Regions from separate parts of the Mus musculus genome. Here region 1 is linked to region 2. A link is a contact called in public Hi-C data. All regions are on one chromosome and are shown on one strand. Each heading gives the region's core, a stretch centred on a gene start, on an enhancer-like site or on the middle of the called end of the contact. The rest is flanking DNA. Distances are from core to core; before and after follow the strand shown. Region 1 holds the start of Agk (acylglycerol kinase). Region 2 overlaps Tmem178b (transmembrane protein 178B).

The links. Hi-C and Micro-C count contacts between places; a contact is called where the count stands out from the background.
Region 1: a Hi-C map of forebrain shows a contact between it and region 2, with 3 times the contacts expected there. The contact joins the promoter of Agk here to the enhancer-like site in region 2. A contact is called at or near these places in 6 of 39 promoter capture datasets (the 3T3-L1 cell line, cranial neural crest, embryonic stem cells and 2 more), 1 of 484 Hi-C or Micro-C datasets (forebrain), 3 of 115 datasets of contacts at active chromatin or transcription factors (embryonic basal ganglia and embryonic stem cells) and 1 of 9 other capture datasets (embryonic stem cells).

What each region holds. Positions count from the first base shown.
Region 1 is chr6:40,323,482-40,327,587 of GRCm38.p6, reverse strand. It overlaps Agk (acylglycerol kinase), which reads right to left and starts at 2,110. Exons shown (of 16, transcript NM_023538.2): 1 at 2,058-2,110.
Region 2 is chr6:39,901,611-39,905,777 of GRCm38.p6, reverse strand. All of the region lies in intron 1 of Tmem178b (transmembrane protein 178B), which reads right to left. Among named protein-coding and RNA genes, the nearest start is that of Tmem178b, 32 kb to the right of the region's middle. Within about 2 kb of position 1,732, at least 25 of the 459 cell types and tissues checked have an H3K27ac peak or open chromatin away from gene starts, as enhancers often do. A contact at or near this core is called in forebrain, where this site is marked.

The DNA.
Region 1 (4,106 bases), core at 861-3,360, 420 kb before region 2:
GTGTGTGTGTGTGTGATTTGAAAAACACAGGTAAGTAGTAGACTGAAGTAATTTCTCTTCTCAACCATTACTAAAACTAAGAATCTTATAACAAAAGACATATTAACAAGGAAAAAGCATATACATCTATTCAATGTGAGCTTTCATGACACAGAACCTTCAGAAATAAATCCCTGTGTGTGTGGTCAATTTGATGAAAAGCAGTAAGTTCTACAGAAACATGACTGAACAAGGTGCTATGACTTAAAAGACCAGCAAGGTCTGTTTGTTTGGGTTCTTCTGTGTCCCTTCATCTTAAGAAATAAAAGTACTATTTCTTTTCCTACAAGCATCTGACAGGTAGCTCTAACACAAGAGCCTTATACAGGAAGTCTGCTTCAGGTTAGCAACAACTTCCTGCTTCTACTGTTTCCCCAACTGCCAATGTACGACTTGGGGATGACCATGCCCTAAACACCATCGATATTATACATACAGGATAGCATCTACAACAGTGACTCCCAGCCCTTACTGTCTTTATTAAACCTTATTTAAAATGCACAAAATTTGTTGTAAATATATATTCTTGGTCATCATCTTCCTTCCCCAAAAGCCTACTTTGTTCCTGAACTGAGTAGTCATATGATTTTTAGTTAGCAGTTACTAACATAATTGCAATGGAGGTTGCAAACACACCAGACATTAAAAATCAATGTTTTAAGATGAACGATGGGGTCATGGGGAGGGGGAAGATTTGAAAAGGCTTTGAATCCGCACTAAGGTCTTTGGATATTATGTTTAAAACAATATTATGTTTAAAACTTGAGATTTTTTTTTTTTAGCAGATGAATAACAATCACATTTGAGGTGCAGAATATAAAACAGACTGCCAGAACCTGAAAGTAAATCTAAAAGGAGCCATTCGAGGGGTGACTGCCACAAATTCTAGACAAGAGTCAACAAATGATTTGGAGGTCTTTATGAAATAGAAATGGGCAGGGCTTGATGATCAACTGATTGCAAGAGGTGAAGGACGAGGAAACGGAGCCAGGTTTTGTGCTTGGGCAACGGATTGTTAAGTGATTTCAAGGCTTTGGATTTACATTGTAGGTTTGTGGGGAAACAGTGTGCAGTTAAGGAGACTCTAGACTGTTCCACCTGCTGGAAGGCTGGAACATCACCCAAGTAGAGAGGGGCATGGAACGAATATCGGACAGTCGACAACACTCTGAGTGGACTGTCTTTTTAAAAAGCCACGCCCACCCTGTCTTAAATGCTTTCTATATTATTAAAAGATGAGGGAAATATGCAGGCAGCCTAGTGTGCAAAGAGGACTGGCCAAGGTGCTTAACGAAATCCTAGCTTTGTCGTTTACAGATGGTGAGACCCTGGATAAGTCAATTAACATTTTCCCTAGAGAAAAAGGGAAACACCATTAATTTTTGCAGTGAAGCAGTTGTGAATAAAATCTGTATTTGTCTTCACAATCTGTAATACATTCAGTGTATATTCCCTTCTCAGTAGCCAAAATTTTCATTCTCACTAATGTCAGTTAAAAATCTCAAATTTTATGCCTAAATTAACATATCTTTGCCTTCCAAACAGGCTTTCCCCAAACCCAAAAACTCTCAAATTCTGACCCTCTTCTGACAAGAAAAGTAGGGGTTTTCTCACTAAAGAGCTTTTTAGAACAGATTCTAGTCATCCACATCTGCAGAACCTAATAAATAGAACGAATGAACCGACCCACCCTTTAGGGTTCAAATATTACTGGCCCCGTTTTTTTGTTCCGGAGTACCCCACAGCCCAAGGTGGGAAGTAGCTGAGGGGTTCACAGGTTAGGGACGGCTCTGGGACTCGAACCGGCACACCTGACTCGCAGGGACAACGGGCGTGCACGCCATGCTGGCCCGGCCCAATCTCCCCTCCTCCCGCCCCACCGCAGTCAGCAACCGCGTGGCCGATCCCCGGACGCCAGGCGGGTTCCCCGGACGCTCTGCTCAACGCAGCCACCAGCGGCTGCGCTCCACACCCTGACAACACACATCCCGCGGCCCTAGCTTGCTCCCCGAACTCACCGCTGCCCGCCGCTCAGCGCCCGGCCTTTCCTGTGTGCTCTCACAAAACTCTCCCTCTCTTTTCAGGGAAACCGCTCCCTCTGCTCTCGGGTTCCGACGCGGAGCAGCGCGAGCCAGGCGGGGGCGAGCCCTCCCGTGACCTAGGGATGGGCTCGCAGCAGCCACCGCCCTCCCTTCCCTTTCTCTCACATTACTTGTTCATTCAATCTTTCATCTATCCATCTGTCGCCAGCCAGTCGTTTCTGGAAAGTTCACAATACATAATAAGAACAGTTTTACGATTTGGAACTAAATCAGAAAGTAATTAAATGGCTAAGGCATAGTGGTAAATGAAACAAAATAAAACAAAACCCAGCGACAGGGCGGGAGATGAGGAGGCACTGTGTTAAATTAACGAGCGGAAGTTTGAGCTCCAGAGAGCAGGAAGATGATGATCAGGTCTGGATGCACGGAAGAGCAGGGTGGGGTGGGAGTGGGGCTGAGGCTGGGGAAATCAGGCACAAAATCACAGAACCCTTAGGCCTGTGTGCTGGAGGCAGAAAGAGCTATGAGAAAAGGGAGCCATGCAGCAGGAGAGCCCACAGGGGTGTTGGACAACAGAAAAATGTGTCTTGTTAAAATATAAAGATCGCTGGGCTGAAGATGAAGGGCAGGTGCAGAGAAGCTTCCTGTTAGCTGCCTTACACCAAGGCAGTTACAAAAACTTTTTATCTTGCCACCTTTCACTGCGAGGAAGATGTCAACAAAATAAAACAGATTTTGCTGCAAAGAGGACTCTTAGAAGTCTGCCCTGAGGGCACAACATTGCTGTCTTAAATGGGAACAGTTTTTCAGTAGGAACATCTTCAAATGGGAACTCGCCTGAGATGTCCCAAGACTGGATCCACTAATATTTGATCTCTAGGGACTCCCATCTTCCACAAGATGTACAAGCAATTAAAGGTTACTGGGCCAGAGGGGCTGAGGAGTGTTGAGGGAACTTCTTCACTGGTATTGCCTCCTCTAAGTTGCTCATGTTCCTATAGGTAATTCCTCACTACCCCAATCAAATTCATGGATCCACAAATCTAGACTTTAGTGGAATCATTTCTTCGGGGTCTGTTCCTGTCACTATCTGGAGAAAATAGACATTTCTTCACTGCTGTCTCCCTAGGAAACAGGAAATAAATGTATTCTGAGCCAAGTATGAATGGCAATGGTTTTGGAACACAGATTCAAGTTGCCCTGAATGACACGTTCCACCGTAGAATAGGTTAGTTGGACACTTATGAATCAGAAAATAAAATAAAGCCATGAGCCCATTTGTCTTAGTCAGGGTTTCTATTCCCGAACAAACATGACCAAGAAGCAGTTGGGGAGGAAAGGGTTTATTCAGCTTACACTTCCATATTGCTGTTCATCATCAAAGGAAGTCAGGACTGGAACTCAGACAGGTTAGAAAGCAGGTGCTGATGCAGAAGCCATGGAGAGATGTTCCTTACTGGTTTGCTTCCCCTGGCTTGCTCAGCCTGCTCTCTTATAGAACCCAAGACTACCAGCCCAGTGATGGTCCCACCCACAAGGGGCCTTTCCCCCTTGATCACTAGTTGAGAAAAATCTCATGGAGGCATTTCCCCAACTGAAGCTCCTTTCTCTGTGATAATTCCAACTGTGTCAAGTTGACACAAAACTAGCCAGTACAATTGACCCCTTGTCAACTTGACACACAAACACATCACTAGTAAGCCTCAACCCTTACATTCTTATTCATCCCCAAGATCTAAATAACTTTAAAAGTCCCACAGTCTCTACATATTCTTAAAATATCCATCTCTTTTAAAACCCAAAGCCTTTTTACAATTAAAAGTCTCTTAACTGTGGGCTCCACTAAAAATAGTTTCTTACTTCAAGAGGGAAAAACATCAGGGCACAGTCACAATCAAAAGCAAAAATTAAACTCCAACTGTCCAATGTCTGGGATCAAACTCACAATCTTCTGGGCTCCTCCAAGGGCTTGGGTCACTTCTCCAGCCCTGTCCTTTGTAGCACTCATTTTGTCTTCTAGGCTCC
Region 2 (4,167 bases), core at 483-2,982:
TGAAGATAAATAATAATCTTAGTCCTCCTTCCAAACTTTCCATTCACTGAGTCACAGGGAGTAACAGAGAATGCCTCTAATCTCAGTGTTGGGGAAGCTGAAGCCGAAAAATCACATTGCCATGAGTTCAAAGCCAACCAACCTGGGATACATAGTAGTAAATTCAAGGTCAGCCTGGGATACATACCAAAATAGTAACTTTTAAATAAGTAAATAATACAAAAAATGAAAGATTTAACTCAATCAACCAGCATTTACTGAGTACCTTCTATGTACCAGTCAGATACAGGAATAAAGAGACAAATGAGATACAGTGCCTTCCTACAAATGAGTCACTGCCAATAGGACAGGCATACACATACATCACAGTAGGTTTTAAAGCATTAGGTGCCTTATTCTAATTGCAAGAAAGTATAAGAAGAAATGGAAACTGACACTGGGAAACCAGAAAGCACCTAGATTTTAATTTTGTATCAAAGAAGATACAGTCCACCGGGGATGCTTAACAGCCTCAGTCTGTCTGTCAGAGTCCAAGACCAAGGGCACTTCTCGTTTTCTGCCCCCACAGTCTACACCCCAGCTGTGACTCAGCAGGCCTAGATTGGCTTCTGCCTGTGGAAGGTCACACGAGAGGTGAACTGACATCCTGGGGGTGGGGGCAATCTTTTTTTCCCTCCAGATTTGATAGAAAACTGGATGCAGAGAAAACAATAGAAACCAGCAGTAGAGAAAATCCCAAATGAGCCAACAAGGTGGCTCAGTAGGTGACAGCGCTTGCCACCAAGTCTAAGGACTGGTTGTGGCTCTTGGGACCCACATGAAGGTATGAGAGAGGCTCTTGGAGCATGGGTATCTTAGTTTTGCTTTGTATTGCTCTGGTGTATTGCTGTTGTGTTAAAGACCATGGCCAAAAGCAGCTTGGGGAGGAAGAGTTTATTTCATCTTACAGCTGGTCGTCCATCCTCCAGGGAAGTCAGGGCAGGAGCCCAAGGTAGAAAGTGAAGCAGAGGTTACAGAGGAATGCAGCTTCCTAGCTTGCTCTCAGTGGCTTGCTCAGCCCACCTTTTTCTACCACTCAGGACGATCTATTACCAGGCAGCACCACACCCACTGGGCCCTCTTACATCAACCATTAATCAAGAAAATATTACACACACACACACACACACACACACACACACACACACAACTTGCCTATAGGCAATCTCATAGACAATTTCCTAATTGAGGTTCCTCATCCCAGATGCCTGTATCTTGTATCAAGTTGACAAAGAACTAGCCAGAACAATGGACCTGGGAGAACAGTAAAATTGGTAACCTGTGATGGAGAGGTGCCCAGACAGGGACCTCTTGAAACCTGGCTGCCTATACCTTAGCTACCTAACTGGACAACTGGATTTAGTTCAGTAAGCATCAACCTTTCCCTCTGTGAAACAGAGATGCCCTGCCTACATCAAGGAAGCCTGAGAAATCAAAAGATCTGTGGTAAGTGGGAAACTGTTAAGCCTGAAAAACATTGTGCAAATATAAGAGAAGGTTATAATTAACCTAGCCACAAAGCCGCCTCAGGGCGCGATTAAAATACACTGTACCCCTCCAGATCGACAAAGTGTGAATATGGTTAAAAAATAGGGACAGCTACTCCTAAACAGAGACAGTTGGTGTGTGGGCAAAGCCCCATAAGCATTCTCTACGCCAGGAAACTTGCATATGCTTAGAAGCTAGCACGTTCCTGTTGGCCTTATAGCAGCAGTGTAGGAGAGTTACAGAGTGAAATCTGTAGCGGCAGGACCACTGCCAAGCACAACTGTCCCAACCCCCCAAAACCTGCGGACTGCCAGTCTCCATCAATGGAAAAAAACGTGCCTCGGGCTACTAGACAGGGGAAGCCATGCAGTAGATCCTCCCTGGGAGAGGCCAGCGGTTCCTCCAAACTACCATGATCTAGACATTTAAAGCCAGAAGAGGGACTTTTTTTTTAATAAGAAAAGGGTTCCAAACGGGGAACCTCTCCCCATCCTGACAAATGATTTACAAAACCAGTACTTTTTCTATCTGATTACAGTAAATTTTCCAATACAATGAATGCTTTGTTTGGCTGAACCATTTAATAGTCGTTCACACTCTCTAATGAAACTACTAATTACAAAACCTCTGCATTGCAGGCAATAAAAAAAAGGGTTGCTAACCTCTTTACGGTGCCTGTTCTGCCATCAAGTAGCAATTACTCTCCCACCGCCCTCCTCTTTTTCACTGATTCTCACCTCAAACATCCCCATCAAACCCACTAAAAAAGATTTAAACCCTCTCTGCCATAGAAGTTAGCATAGAATGGAGACACACACATGCGTGCACACACACACACACACACACACACACACAGTCCAGGAACTGGAAGAGGAACAAAGACAGGGTGATGGCAAGGCTGAGAAAGAACGCCCTGGGTCAGATTGTTCATTTTCCTGGCCAATTCGACACAATGATGAAGTGATTTTTTTTTCTTTTTACAATAGAGACATTAAAAACAAAATCCCAACCCAAAGAAGATGTTTGCTCCCTTGAAATAGAGCATATTTTAAGGGAAACACTGTGCACATGCACACACACGAGTATGTATGCAAACATAAGTAAGTATTCACATACATACTTATGTGTATATGTGTGTATGTATCTGTTTCATAACTGATCATAACCCACCAGGATCTACCATTCTGTTTTCTTTGTTGCCATCAAATAAAGTTGAAGGACCACTAAGGCAGCATAAGATGTGTTTCTGGACTATGACCCTGACGGCAGCTCCCAAGCCACCAGAAACACCAAGGAATAGCCAGTAAGCCTCAGACTCCCCCCTCCCCCGCCCCCCGAGTCTCAGAAGCATCTCCACCGCACCAGAGAAAACAAGAGTTGATCCTTCAACCATTCCACCTAAGGCTCTTTACTCCACAGCGAGGCCTGTCTCTGAAGAAATGAATGTTACCATGTCAACACTGACCAAAACAGAGACACAAGAGAGGTAAAACTCCATTATTCTAATTTTCAAAGGTTAAACAGAAAAACAAAGACTGCATGAAATATTTTATTGTCATTCATTAACTAATTAATTAAGAATTAGACAACAGGCAACAGATTTAGTGTAATTATGCCAAATCCAAATTAGGTTAAAAAGAGCCAAAATATTTTTGCCCAAATTTGTAGGTGACAGATTTAGAAATTGATGAGTTACCTAATATCCCAGAACCTCTATCTCCCAGAGTTATTTTAATAACTTGGGATAGAATTCAATAAAGGCTTTAGAAATTAATTTTTTCCTATCCAGAGGTCCTTAAGAAGTCTGCAGTAAAAGAATAGCAACATATAAAGCAGACAGAGTCCATAAAGACATCTGTTTGCTTTTTTAAAAAAGGCCAGAATGCATGCATTCAGTGGAGTGTTCCCCAGGGACATTTAAGCACATTAAATCTGAGGCCTATATTATAATTATTCCATTGTTCAAAAAAATTTAGAATTCTTCTTGGGGAACAATTTTAGTGCTGGTTTATAAAGCACACAAAATCAGCCTACTGTTATATATGCTACATACTTAAATCTACAGACAGGCTCCAGAAAGGCTAAAAGTAACTTCTATTTGGTTGGGCATGCTTGTGTTTATATAAGAATATGAGTATTTTGGGGTTTCTATAAATTTATGTAAACTAAAATACCACAACCACATGCTGACAAGAGCACCAGATTGACTCAGGAACATCTTGGGAGGCTAACCAGTTGTCCTGTGTCTCTAGCCACTAAGTCCAGCATGCTGTCTTCTCCAATCTAGTTATTTAAAAAAAAAAAAAAAGTTGGCATCTCTCATCCTTGCCAGCATCAGTCTTTGCACTTATAGAGAGTACAGTGTTAGCGCTTTAAGGGAGAAAATGACCACTTAATCAGAAGTTCTAACAGCGTAGAATCAATAATTCCCAGTCATGCCTTGTAAAGGGGTTTGAATGAGAATGGTTCCCAGAGGCTCCAATGTTTGCATACTTGGTCCCCAGTGGATAGAACAAGGATCAGGAGGTGTGGCATTGTTAGAGAAAGTGTGCCACTGGGGTGGGCTTTAAGGTTTCAAATGACCGGTGCCATTACCAGTGTGCCCTTCTCTGCCTCCTGGTTGGGGTCCAAGATGTGAAC